Linked DNA regions of Hordeum vulgare: region 2 is linked to region 1. Evidence: chromatin contacts called from public Hi-C data. All regions are on one chromosome and are shown on one strand. Each heading gives the region's core, a stretch centred on a gene start, on an enhancer-like site or on the middle of the called end of the contact. The rest is flanking DNA. Distances are from core to core; before and after follow the strand shown. Region 1 has its middle 57 kb from the start of LOC123428677. Region 2 holds the start of LOC123430636.

Region 1 (6,543 bases), core at 1,845-4,344:
GTGGATCATCGATTGAGTTAACGGTTTTGTAGATAATTTTTTTTGAATTTCAAACATTAATGGAAATCTTGTTAACTTCATCCCATGCATGCATAGGAGAAAGAGAGGGGACTAGCCGCATTATTGGCAATACTTAGCTTATTTTTTAAGTGATGACAATACTTAGCTTAGTAGTACTAATGGATCATGCCTTTTTATTTGTCTTTACCAGCATTGTGCATGTCGGGATGAAGTTGCAGTGCATGTGTACTGGCTAGTGTGAGACAACCGGCTAGCGGCCGCCGCACGGAAGTGCTAATATGCGGTGCCGTTAGGTAGTGCAGTCCATTATGAGTTTATAACGCCTCGTATACATGCAAACTAGCGTTATGCTTTGTTATCCTCTCCATGAAAGAATGGCCGCCAGTTTTAGAAACAATCTTAACAAAATTGAAAAATGTTCACTAAAATATAAAATAATAATAATAAATCATTAGGAAGATAAATAACAATAAAAAAAGAAAATGCAACAAAGTGCAGATAAAACACACGACAAAAAGAATCTATCAAAAATATTTTTCAAATTGTGATTAGTACTTAATAAAATTGTCATCCTTAAAATTGTGAATATTTATAAACTGGCCGAACATTCTTAAAACTGTGAACAGTACCTAAAAAAATACTATAAAAATATAAATTGTACATCAACAGATTGCTAAAATTGCATAAATGAACACTTTTAAAAATATCCACCTCCTAATTAGGAAATAGTACCCCACAAAACAATAATTAAGAAATAGTAATTTAGCGTTGCGTTAGAGGCGAGGCCTAGTTAAGTCTCGCAACAGTCCAGAAATAGCCTTTGCGTGGATAAAGAGGCGGTCACGCGGGGAGCTCCTATGCAGCATTGCGGACGCATGTTAACGTTCCGATACCGGGAGCTCCTACCTGCCGCTGCCGCTCATTGCGGCAGGGAGCTCCAGCGCCCCATAGGGGTGGGCGCCCCTAATAGTTTGGCCCAGTTTTATTTATTTTTTCTGTTACTATTTACATTCACTGTTATTTTCATTTTTTTGTTTCGTTTTTTGCTTTTTCCTTTGTATTTTATTTAAAGCAAAAATATTTTTCGAATTTAAAGAAAACAAATTTCAAAAAACGTTAATAAATTTACAAGCGTGAACATTTTTTGAATCTTGAGAACCAAATTTTGAAAAGGAGAACAATTTTGAAAAATCTCAAACAAATTTGAAAGTGCAAACACATTTTGCAAGCATAGACTTTTTTGAATTATGAGAACATTTTTTTTAAACAGGAGCATTTTTATAAAATATGTGCAAATCGTTTTCAAATTCTGGATAAGTTTTCTAAAATTCTGGAGAAGTTTCAAATTCGGAAACATTTTTTCAAATTTCGGAACATTTGTTTAAATTCCGGAACATTTTTTAAAATACGGAGCTCTTTGAAATTCCGGAAAAAATTCAAATTCCAGAGCATTTTTTAAATTCCGAAACAATTTTCAAATTCCGGAAATTCTTCTAAAATTCCGGAACATTTTTCAAATTCCGGGGCATTTTTTCAAATTCCAGAGCATTTTTTAAAATTTGAGAATATTTTTTCAAAAATTGGAATATTTTTTAAATTCCCAAACTTTTTTTTAAATTCCAGAACATTTTTCAAATTCCAAAACATATTTTCGAATTTCGGAATATTTTGAAAAATTACGAAACATTTTTTCAAATTCTGGAACATTTATTCAAATTCCAGAACATTGTTTCAAATACCAGCACATTTTTGCAAATTTCAGAATATTTTGAAATATTACGGAACATTTTTTCAAACTCTAAAACATTATTTTAACTTCCGAAATATATTTTTTACATTCTGGAACATTTTTTCAAATTCCAAAGATTTCCTAAGTACATAACATTTTTTAAAATTCCGAAACATTTTTTCAATTTCCGAAATTTATTTTTTTAAAATCGAAAACAATTTTGAAACAGAAACAAAAAAGAATAAAGAAAAGAAAAAAAACCGGTTTATGGAATCTTCTAGAAAGTTTTTAAAACCGGAAAAACCTGGCTGGAAACCTCTAGAAGGTTTTCCAAAACGGGAAACACTGAAACGGTTAAACAGGTCGGCCAAATTGTGACAACCGTTCGATCTTCCTATGCGAAGCTGCGGCATTTTGACGCAACGCGTGTCATATATTGGGATTTCATCCGACTCCTGCAGCGTCGCGGGCATAGACCAGCCCACTAGCGTGCTGTCCAGTTTTCTTATCTGTTTTTTACTGATCCAGTAAAAAAAAAACACCCATATTTTTTATTTATTACAATAATAAAAATATAAAATCAAAACGGTTTACAGGTTTAAATAAAAAGGTTCATCCATTTAAAAGAAAGTTCATATCTATGAAATAGGTTCATCAGTTTTGAAAAAAGTTTATTAATTTGAAAAAAATTCATTGAAATTTAAAAAAAGTTCATCCAATTTTGAAAAGGTTCATTTTTTTAAAGTACATAGAAATCCAAAAAAGTTCATGTATTTTTTAAAGATGTTCATTGAACTGAGAAAAAAGTTCATACACCTTTGAAAAGTTCATAAAAATTTGGTAATAATTCATCCATTTAAAAAATATGATCATCAAATTTTAAAAAAGTTCATTGATATTCAATAAAGATCTAAAATTACGTATTTTTGAAAAGGTTCACCGATTTTCAGAGAAAATTTCATAAACCTTAAAATATATTCATTGAAATATAAGAAAGTTCAAGGATATTTAAAGAAATTCACTGAATTTTAAAAAAATCGCAAACCCACGTATGAATGGGCTGGCCCATTTACGAACGTTAGTTAACAAAAATGCAACGCCTGTGCTCCAAATAGGAAATGCCACAACTGGGAACGAGGTTGGACGTGTTCGGTGACGGCCGCGAGGCGTGGAGACAGACGATCAGACCGCACGAGGCAGGCAACGGCACGCGCAGCGCAGGCTCGCTGATGGCGATGCTCGGCTGGAAGAAACATCACCGTCTGACAGCCCAGAGGTCACCCTCGCCTGCCAAAAGGACAAAGCTGATGAGCATCAGATCGCGGCGTGGGACGTATCGTTGCCGTGTCCAAAACCAGGGCTCGATTATTGCGGTCGAGCCATCGCCCTCGCCCTCGCCGCGCAACCTGTTCGAAAACAGTGCGGCCCGTTGTGGAAGAAGCTGGGAAGAGACGAAAATGGAGGGAGACGCGGTGTCCCCCGTCGCACTCGTAACTCGTAAATCTCATGAGGTGTACCTTGATTCTCTTCCTCACGCCTAGCACGTGCGTGCACGAGTTGGTAGCTGCAGGACGAACATACGATGTGCTAACGGTTTTTCACTTTCAGAAGAAATACATATACGTACGTGGGTTTTTAGCGGGCTGCAAATGTTTGCCTGTTTTATTCGATTGGTGTAGACTTTATGCCAAGTGGTGACAGTTCATCGAGCCAAACCTTTTGTTTGTTACCGATAATAACAAAACTAAACTAAACGAGAGTGATGCATCAGAGGGAGAAAGATCCTTTGCACCGTACATCACGTAAAGATCAACGCACTCATGGCGACATAATATAGTCATTGCTGTACACATGTCACAGAAGGCTGCTGGTGATAACTTGGATGGAACTGATGTGGACCCGCGAGAATGTGAGGCCATGGCCACAAAAGTTTTGGTGTTTTTTCTCACAAGAAAATAAGATGTTTTGATGATTCTTCTTGCTTGACATACTAGGAGAAATCGGATTTTACAAAAACAAAAGAATACGTGGGAGGAATCTCAAGTAAAAAATGTCGCATAACAACTATCGAAAGGTACTTCCATTTTTAGTGACGGCCGAGATGTTTCATCTTTAAAACCATTAGAACCTACTCCTTCTGTTCCTAAATAATATTAGTATAATAAATCCTATTCTGACTATAAGATGTTTCACATCAATAAAATCCAGCAAAAGGCAGACATTTATTCGCACCTACTCCTTCTGTTTCTAAATATAAGTCTTTCTAAAGATTTCACTAGTAAACTACATGCAGATGCATATACACATACTTTAGAGTGTAGATTTAGTCATTTTGCTTCATATGTAGACTCTTAGTGAAATCTCTTAAAAAACTTATATTTAGGAACGGAGGGAGTACCAATCATAGTATGATTTCTTTGCCTCTCTGTGCATGTAAGCATTAAATACTCTTCCTCTGTTCCTAAATATATGTCTTTTAAGAGATTCCACTACAAACTAAATACGGATGTATATAGGCATATTTTAGAGTTAAATTTATTTATTTTACTTCCTATGTAGTCTTTAATGGAATCTCTTAAAACACTTATATTTAGGAACGGAGGGAGTATAGCTATAGTCTTTGTATGAGTGGTTTTTTGTGAAGCCTTTAGATGATGTGTCGCTAGTATAGAGCTAGCATTAGGCTCTTCTATTAGCCTTGCCCCTAGCATCTACGAAGCACCGATACTTCAAAAATTTATGTATCACGGTCCAGTACTTCACCGATACCCCGATACACCAGATACGGCTTCGGTATGGGTATCCCCAAAATATCGTCTTTTTCAATTTCAAAATAAAAGAGAAAAATGGCGATGCGGCTATCTTCGAAGTATCGTCGTTCAGTATTGCTCATGCCTTGATGTATCGTTGATCTGTTTATATAGATATTGGACGTGTACTGTATTGATGTAGTAGTTGGATAAAAGTGCTTGCTAACGATGTTGCTTGTTGGATAAAATTACATGTTGATGTTGTTGGCTTGCTGCTTGTTGATTTTTATGGCGTAAAATTACTTGCTAATGTTGTTGCTGCCTCCTATTGCTAGGAAAACAGATACAACTATAAATCATTACATTTTTTTAGCTTTCTTTATAATCATTTGACCATTATTGATGTGTATTGCTTGTTGATTTTAATTATCGTCATGTTCATAGATGAGAGTTCCTATATATTTATCACTATGAGAATGTATGTGTGTCATTTGCCAATCTCAAGTTCTTAACTTTAAAAGATTTATTGATTTTATGTACTCATGTTAATATGTATTACATTTCAAATTGAATTGAAGCAGTTTATGGTCGTGTTACCCTCTTGATGATAGTGTGATTTTTAAAATGAGAAACGAGGCATGGAAGCAATTATATAATTAGTGGGACGATATTTTAATCTCATCTCACATATTTATTATCTTAGTTTTTATTATATGTCATTTTATCATTATTTATATATGCTTGCCGTATGGTCGTATTGCTGTTTTAGAAATTGTCATATCCCGTATCGCTATATCAGTGTTGCCGTATCGGTGCTTCGTAGCCTAGCATATTACACGTTATTCTAAGAAATCCTTCATGTACTCTAGCATAAAGTAGCATGAGTATACGTTTAGCTTGGGGCATTGGCAGATCCTGTCTTCCCCATTGGATACGCATGCTTGTGTGTATTTGAAAAAAAAACCCGTGTAGAGCCTTAACTAGTGAAAGGTCTTTGTACCCCAAAAAACTTAGAGCATCTACATCCGTGGACTCCAAAGTCAGGCTCTCAAACGTCCACGCAAGATGGGTGATGAGACCTCAAATTTTCCTTCATATTGATACCTTAATTAGCAAATTTCAAATTCATACAAACACATAGCAACGTAAACAACGCAACACAAATCGTCCAACTACAACATCACAAGCTATCCAACTATCAAATTTTGGCATTTTTGTACCTACATACTATTATGGATCATTCACAGCTGGCCTTGTCCTTACCCTTCCTCAGGACCTTGTCATCTTTCTCACGGAAGTAGCGGTCAAAAACACAAAATGGACCAAGTCGGATATGTTCTTCACCAGTGCTATCTGACCCATCGATGCTCTCCTTTCTCCTCTTTGGGGGTGGTGGAGTCCGGCCATGGCACAGACCGTCCAGTTTTGCTCTCGGGTGAGGCACACGTCTTCCTACTCTGTCAGTTATTTAGGATGCGGGCACAAATGGCTTCCTCCTCTGCGAATGTGTGTGCCACCGCCTCCGCCATGTCAGCTGCGAGGTGAGCCTTGGACACCCTCATCCTCTCCTTCCCATGGAGAGCAGACCAGTCTGTGTAACACTCATACTGCAGTGGACTAGTGATGGGGAGGCTAAGGAACTGCAATACTCCTGCCCTCGGTGGATCCGAGCGCCAGTTGCGCTGACGCAATGGATCCGCGCCGGATTGTTCCCATTGTCGGTCGGACGTAGTCCTCCCGGGGAGCAGCGAAGGGCAATGCGGAGAGTCATAGCCTTCTCCATCCCGCATGGGATGATACCCCGATCGGCGGATCCGGAGTGGTCGGAATCATATTTGGTATCCACCATGCCAAAGAAGGCCGCAGATCGTTGGAAGTGAGGTTGAGGGTGGAGACAAGTGGAGTGGAGTGGCTACTGTCTGGCCCGACAAGCGGATAGGGACGAATATACGTGGGATTGGGTGGGCCAGATCCAACATGGCGGGCACGCACATGCCTGCCCATATCTACTCTAGATTTGGGCTGGATATGAGGTCTGTCGGT
Region 2 (6,543 bases), core at 2,691-5,190, 130 kb before region 1:
TAAAACAGTTTCGAGCCACAGCCGCGAGGTACTGTCGAATCAATAGTTTTCTGAGAGCTAGACCCAAACGATGCACAATAAATGCACACGGTGGTCTCCTTGCACACAAGAGGGGTTTGAAGGGACGGGAATGTGGGTCTTCTTCTATCTTCACTAAGCTTCTCCCTAGTTTCCTTTTTTCCTTCTTTCTTGTAATCTATACAACGATTCGAGGTATGCTCTAAAAGAAAGATGCACATCGATGTTACGATTTCATTTTTACGACAGATTAGTAGTTCCGTCAATCGTAAGTGCCTAATGTCATGTTCATGTTCGGAGCTATTTCATACTGTCATCTATCGTTCATTTGAAATTTGCTTTTACCGATAGCTTCGTTTCGCAGTTCCACATAATATTCGTGTTGCAAGTTTCTTGTTTCGATGATTGTTCATCTTGGTCTTTTCTCTTTGATCCGTCATGGACCCGTAAACTGTATTTCTTCTTCTCTACCCTCCGCCTGAGAGTCCTCCTTTGACCCCTTTTGATACGGGTGTCGTTCCTCTTGATCTCGTTGCCCGTGTCCTACTACGCTGGAGTCGTTTCCGGCGTCGGTTATCTCAGCATCCTCTCTCTCGACCTATTGCACAGATGCTGCCATGGCGCGAGCACTGCGTTTCTCCTCCTGCGTCATCAATGTTTGTGCAAACTTTCTCTATAGTGACGAGGCTAGCAACTAGTTCGCCGCGTGGCAGACGGGGTTACTCGTGTACGACTCCAAGCTCATTGTATCAGACGCAGTGTCACAGCCACCGTCCACCACAGTCGTCATAGTTCAACACACGCTGCATTTCTCTTTTTCCATCATTTGCCTCAGCGCTCCTCCACACAGACTTTTTGTACGACGGGATGCTAGCAACTAGTTCGGTGCGCCACTGACGTGGTCGCTTGAGCATGACTTTGTGCTCGTTGTGTCGGACGCAGAGCAACGGCCACCTTCCATCACAGTCGTCATGGTCCGACACGCATTCCATTTCTGCTCCTCCGTCCTCTGTTTCAGCGCTCCTTCACATGGTCTCTCTATGCATGGTGCCGCTAGCAACTAGTTCGCCACGGCGCCGAAAAGAACGCTTGTCCGAAACTCCATGCTCATCGTGTCGGACACGGCGTCGCGGTCACCGTCCGCTACAGCCACAAGGCACGATGTATGTTAAATGTAAATGCTAGTTTTTAATCATATCCCACCTATATACAATCAAAACCCGATTAGTTATGTGACAAACATTATGCCAAAATTATTTTTTAATGTGAAAGGCGTATATGTGAACAACCAAACAAAATATAGATGTTGACTTTTAACCTGTTTTTCTTCAAACAGGTTCCATTAAGCCTGGCTGAGCTAGCCAGCCCCGGCTCATACGAATCGAGCCAAGAAGGGAATCCTGGGGAGTTCAACACGGGCAGGTGAGTCCGTAGGGTGCCGGCCCCGGACTCCACCGCCACGCGCGGAGCGCGCCCACCCACCTCGTCCGCGCACATATACCCTCACCGCAGATCTCCATGCCCCAGCGCGCGGCTTCCGCCGCACGCGAGCGCCCCTATCGCCCAACCAAGCACCGCCGGCCACGTAGAGCGGTGGGGCGATCGGGCCGGACGTTTCAGCCGTATTTGAACCCGCCGGCCGGCACTTGTCCCTAAATTTTTTGGGCCGGTACAAGAAGCCAGCTCTGCCCGGCACGGAGCTCCACTCAGCGCGCTCTGCGCTTTGCGTGCCAAGCGAGACGCAGGATTTGCCACGGCGAGTTCGGATTCCTCTGGCAAGTTCCATGGGCAGACGGAGGTGGTCCTGCCTCAAGAAAAACATCGACTCAGGCCGAGGCTTTGGAAGCCTTTTGCTCATTTTTTGTTGCTTGGACGCATGTTCGCCCTAGAAAAGTGTTTCTCAGCGGCCCAGGAGTGCATGACAGCATGGATGTGATTTCCTTACAAAGAAAACTGCTATAGTTAGGTACTACTCTCTTAGTTTTCAAATATATCATTAAAAGATTATATACGAATGTATATAGATATATTTTAAAATATAAATTCATTCATTTTGCTCCATACATAATTCTTTGGTAAAATCGCTAAAAATACTTATATTTACGAATGGAGGAAGCAGTTTAATTACTAAATAACACTAAGATAAATATGCCTTGTAGCTTTGCGCTAGTAAACTGATAAAACTCCCCTAAACGCTCGGTCACACAACTGGACCTACTCAAACGTGTTCACTTTCATGAAAGCAAACCGTCCGCAAAGGCGATGGTTGGTGTCGCCGTTAGACGTCGTGAACGGTGGCCTCCAACCCTCTTCCTCCGCTGCTCTGGCGGCTGGTGGAGAGGGGTGGGCTCCCATTTTCTCTTCCTGTTATTCTATAGGTTTAGTGTTTCGTCTTCGTCTAATAATATCAATTTGGTGAGATTAATGTTGTGTCTAATAAGTTGCCCTTAGTCTATTCCTCCCATGAAGATGTTTTTTTTTTCTATGGCGCCGCTAAGTTGATGGCCTCGTCTGCTTGCCGTTGGTTCAAAGCGGTGGGCCCTATGCTTTCTATGTCCAATGGTTGCCGTTTTTTACGGCGGCGCCGATAAGTGGGACATATTAGTGCTAGTACATGGTTGGTGGTTCGACGATGGCGTTTTTTTGCGGCAATAGTGACAAGATGCGTCGGATCTAATTTTAGGTCAGTGTGGGGAACATCCTCGACTGACACGTCACATCGTCAAGTGCATGTTATGCAGGTCTGATCTTTGGCTCACAACGCCTACAAGGCTATGATGCTGGTCCGGATTTTGGTTTGCTGGTGTTTTGCCTCTTCTTTCGATGTGCGTCTCGGCGGCATTGATGTTCGATGGCAATTTCATATTTGGTTGTTTGCAGGGACTCCGATGGGCTCATTTGTAATATATTTTTATGTGGAGTTCATTCTAGAATTTTATCTCGACATCTATCATGTCTTGATCTTTCTGCTAGATTTCACATGTATGTGTGCAATTGTACATTGTTTTATTGATTAATAAAGTGTGTATAGTAAAGAAAACTCGTATTTTAGAGAAAATTTTATATAATTTTAGCTAATTAAGAGCATCTACAACCGGACACCTCAAACTTCCCTTCATACGCCCGTGGACGCGTCTGGTTAATGACCCCTTATATCATCCCTATACGTTCGGGCTGTCCGTGAACCCTCATAACCATATACATATCAAATATAGAGAAGATATAAGGGCTCGCGGCCCGGACGTGCCCGGTCAGTCCGTCACGTAGGACGCGACCTCACCCCGAACCACTTTTCTTTTTCTTTATTCGTTCTTTTCTTTCCCTCTCTTACTCTTCACCAATTACATGAAAGCAATCGGACATATCATGAAGAAAATAAGAAATATGATTGTGGGACTCACAAATAAGAAACACGCCTGATCATTGACAGGAGGTTGAAGAAGACGATCTAGCCATTAATTTTGCATCCGACGGTTGATAACGCATCAACTGATCCAAAATCATTTTTCAGTACTAACCCCTAGCTTATCCTTTACTACTTTGCACGGTCATTCTAATCCATTTGCTCACATAAGCTCTTATTAAGACACCGCCAAACACGACAAACAGTGCGTGAAAACAGCCTAAGCATCCGATGCATACACTGTTTTGGCTGCAACCTCCCCGAAACCGATGCGACACGCTTCTTAATCCCTGGCCTGACAATGCCAAGTGCAAACATCCTCTGCACCTCCAGCTTCCAAACAAAATTTTACTGCACTACCGCCCAAACCATCCCACTCCGAGTCTCCGGCTAACTCGTGCGTGTCACAGTCCGGCAGATCATATACAAAGATTACTACTTGTAGTGTCTGCGTCTGCCGCTCTGTTCACCACCCCCCAAAGACCACACAGGTCTCGCCTCCTTGCTCCTTGCTCCATCGCCCATCAGGGCACAAGCTAGCAGAACATTACATCATTTTATTCTCTGGGAGTGCAGTTCAGTTGGGCAGCCGTGCAAGAAAGCGCAGGGTGCCAGCCATGGAGTTGGAGGGGAGGCCGGCGCTGATGCTGAAGGAGTGGCTTGAGCTGGAGTTCACCGCGGAGCTCTCCCGCGGCGGCTTCGGGTGCTACCCGCGCCACCTCGTCGCCGAGCTTCGTAGCACGCGGCGCAACGGCGACGTGATGGCGAGGGTATCCGCTGCGGTGAGGGCCGCGTTATTCCGGCCATCGGGAAGGGAGGGGGAGGTCGCGCTCGCCGGGAATTTCCCGAAGAAGCTGCGTATGGGTTTCTGGAAGAAGAGAAGGGGCGAGGAGGCGGTGGAGAGGAGGGTTCCCAGCTGCTCAGCGTCCACCACAGCCATCGGAAGGAGGGATGGTTCGTCGCCGGGGCGGAGTCGGGAGCGTGGCCAGGCGGGTGACGTCGGTGCAGGTCTCGCCGGCCGCCGTAACAGCGAAACAAAGGTAAGAGTGCACCCTTTTCCTGTGAATTCACCTCACGTCTCCATTCCCTTTTCTGCTTAATTATGTTCTTCGTGCCGGTTGGTTGTTGGTTTGCATTGGATCGCGCGATCCTCCTTCTAACAGGTTGCTGGGCTCGGGGCAACGCGACACTTGGAGCAGGAGCAGGAGCAGGAGCGGAAGCAGCGTCTGAGCCCGGTCTCGGTGATGGATTTCCTCAGCCAGGATGAAGACGACGAGGACGAGAACGGCGACGGCGACGGCGTGGATGGAGACGACGAGACCGCGTCGCCGACGTTCCAGCGAAGCATCGCCAACATTCGAAGTAAGGCTTTCGGCACTTCTTTTCTCTTCGTTCTGAAGTGAATTCTGTTCGTTGAACCTGTCACTGCTACGTCAAGTCCCTGCAAAATTGCACTTGATGCAAAGCGCTCGCACATGTTTATCGCCCGTAAGACCAGGCTAGGCTAAGTTTTGGCTTTTGTTTTTTTAGAACAGTGATGATATCAGGCTAGCTGCTTAGGCGTCTCGATCACGTAGTGATCGTTGACAGTAATCACCGATCGACAGGCACAACGTTTTCTACCACGGCTCGTCCGTCCTCCACCGTCTAACCGTACGTGCTGCAGTCGCCAGCACAGCAAAGTCGCCTTTTGGTTCGTACTCCTACTTAAGCCCGGATTAGTTAGAAAATAATCGTGTGCAAATGATACGGCCCCTAACTAATGTAGATCAAGTACAGTTCGATGCCCTGGTCGATGTATATATGCACACGAACTGTTGGCGTATTAGGCTATGGCAACCACATGCCACGAATATATATCAGGTGACCCATTCCTGTCTCCCCTCTTATCAACTCAAGGCACATTGCTCCTGCGCAGACCGTTGGATGCAAATACGTGCAAGTAAGGAACAGTGTAGTGCAGTACTACAAGAAGAAAAGGAGCGGGGGAAACGTGAGGTTGATGGCCGAGCAGCAACGCATAATGGTTGCGTGGAGAATTGTATATGATCAGCACATTAAACAAGTGTTAACTCGGGGGACAACTTGATTCTCGATCGCAGCCTACACTATCGGAAAGTACAGAGCATGTCGTATTCTAAAGTTTCCAACGCAATATGAAAAGCGAGAAAGGGGCGAAATGATGGACAGAATAATCGCCTTATCAACCGAGTAGCGGCTGGCCAGTGGATGTAATCATGCAAGGTGTACCATCCATCTGGTGCTCATCCAGAGTAATCACATATTAGTAGCATTTCGTAACACGAAAGGGGCATATACCGGCTGTCGACTATGATTGTCCTCTTTAGATGAGCATACTTGGGAGTTAACAATTTAGCATGCACCGGCTCGTCAAGTGTCATATATAGCACGGAGATGGGCAGAAACCTAAAGCAATATGTAGTGAGTAAGGGCATCTTCAACGTGGATCATCAAAAAAATCTGAAATTATCAAGAACACTTTAGGCCTTCAACGCTAGTTCTTAAATGTCCACGGACTGGTGCGGACATCCGAAAACCTTCAGGCCATCCTTAAATCCCGGGGGAGCTTTAGATGGCTATTTGCTTATGTTCATTTGGTGACTAGCATTAGATATGCCCTTATTCAGTGTGTTATTAATGAATAAAAGGTTTGCTAGCTCTAGATGAGTTTATTACGTGTCAAGTTATGTTGCAATACAAACTTAGAGTACCTAGGCTTATATTATTTGGAGTTTGGTTAGCCAAAGAATGTGAGAATTAAGCTAGCAGCCTAGCAATGCCAAATAGTTATGGGGCATAGACCGGATATCTTGTGTTTTGTTATGACTTGCCATGCCAATGATGCCATGTTGCTATCCAATGGGGTTTTCCCATTAACATACTACTATTCACATTGACATAGTACTATTCAGTGCTCACCGAGTTTTATCGTAAGACGGACATGCAACAATGGACCATGTGTCTATATATTGTCTGCCATTACCAATGGAGCAAATGTTAGTTTATAAGTGCCCCTTTTTATAATACAAGTTATTTACGAAGCTCATAATATCATGCACCATCTTTTAAATCATTATACATCAGTTGCTAATTAAAAACTT

The links. Hi-C and Micro-C count contacts between places; a contact is called where the count stands out from the background.
Region 2: a contact with region 1 is called in a Hi-C map of seedling, with 4 times the contacts expected there. The contact joins the promoter of LOC123430636 here to the enhancer-like site in region 1. A contact is called at or near these places in 4 of 6 Hi-C or Micro-C datasets (leaf and seedling).

The regions. Positions count from the first base shown.
Region 1 is chr2H:584,445,487-584,452,029 of MorexV3_pseudomolecules_assembly, reverse strand. No RefSeq gene overlaps it. Among protein-coding and RNA genes, the nearest start is that of LOC123428677, 57 kb to the left of the region's middle. Within about 2 kb of position 3,094, at least 3 of the 3 cell types and tissues checked have open chromatin away from gene starts, as enhancers often do. A contact at or near this core is called in leaf and seedling, where this site is marked.
Region 2 is chr2H:584,577,403-584,583,945 of MorexV3_pseudomolecules_assembly, reverse strand. LOC123430636 reads left to right here and starts at 3,940. Exons shown (of 3, transcript XM_045114491.1): 1 at 3,940-4,461; 2 at 4,621-4,783. The coding sequence starts at 4,039. LOC123430637 reads right to left here and starts at 1,886. Exons shown (of 1, transcript XM_045114492.1): 1 at 1,271-1,886. The coding sequence starts at 1,876. The coding sequence ends at 1,391.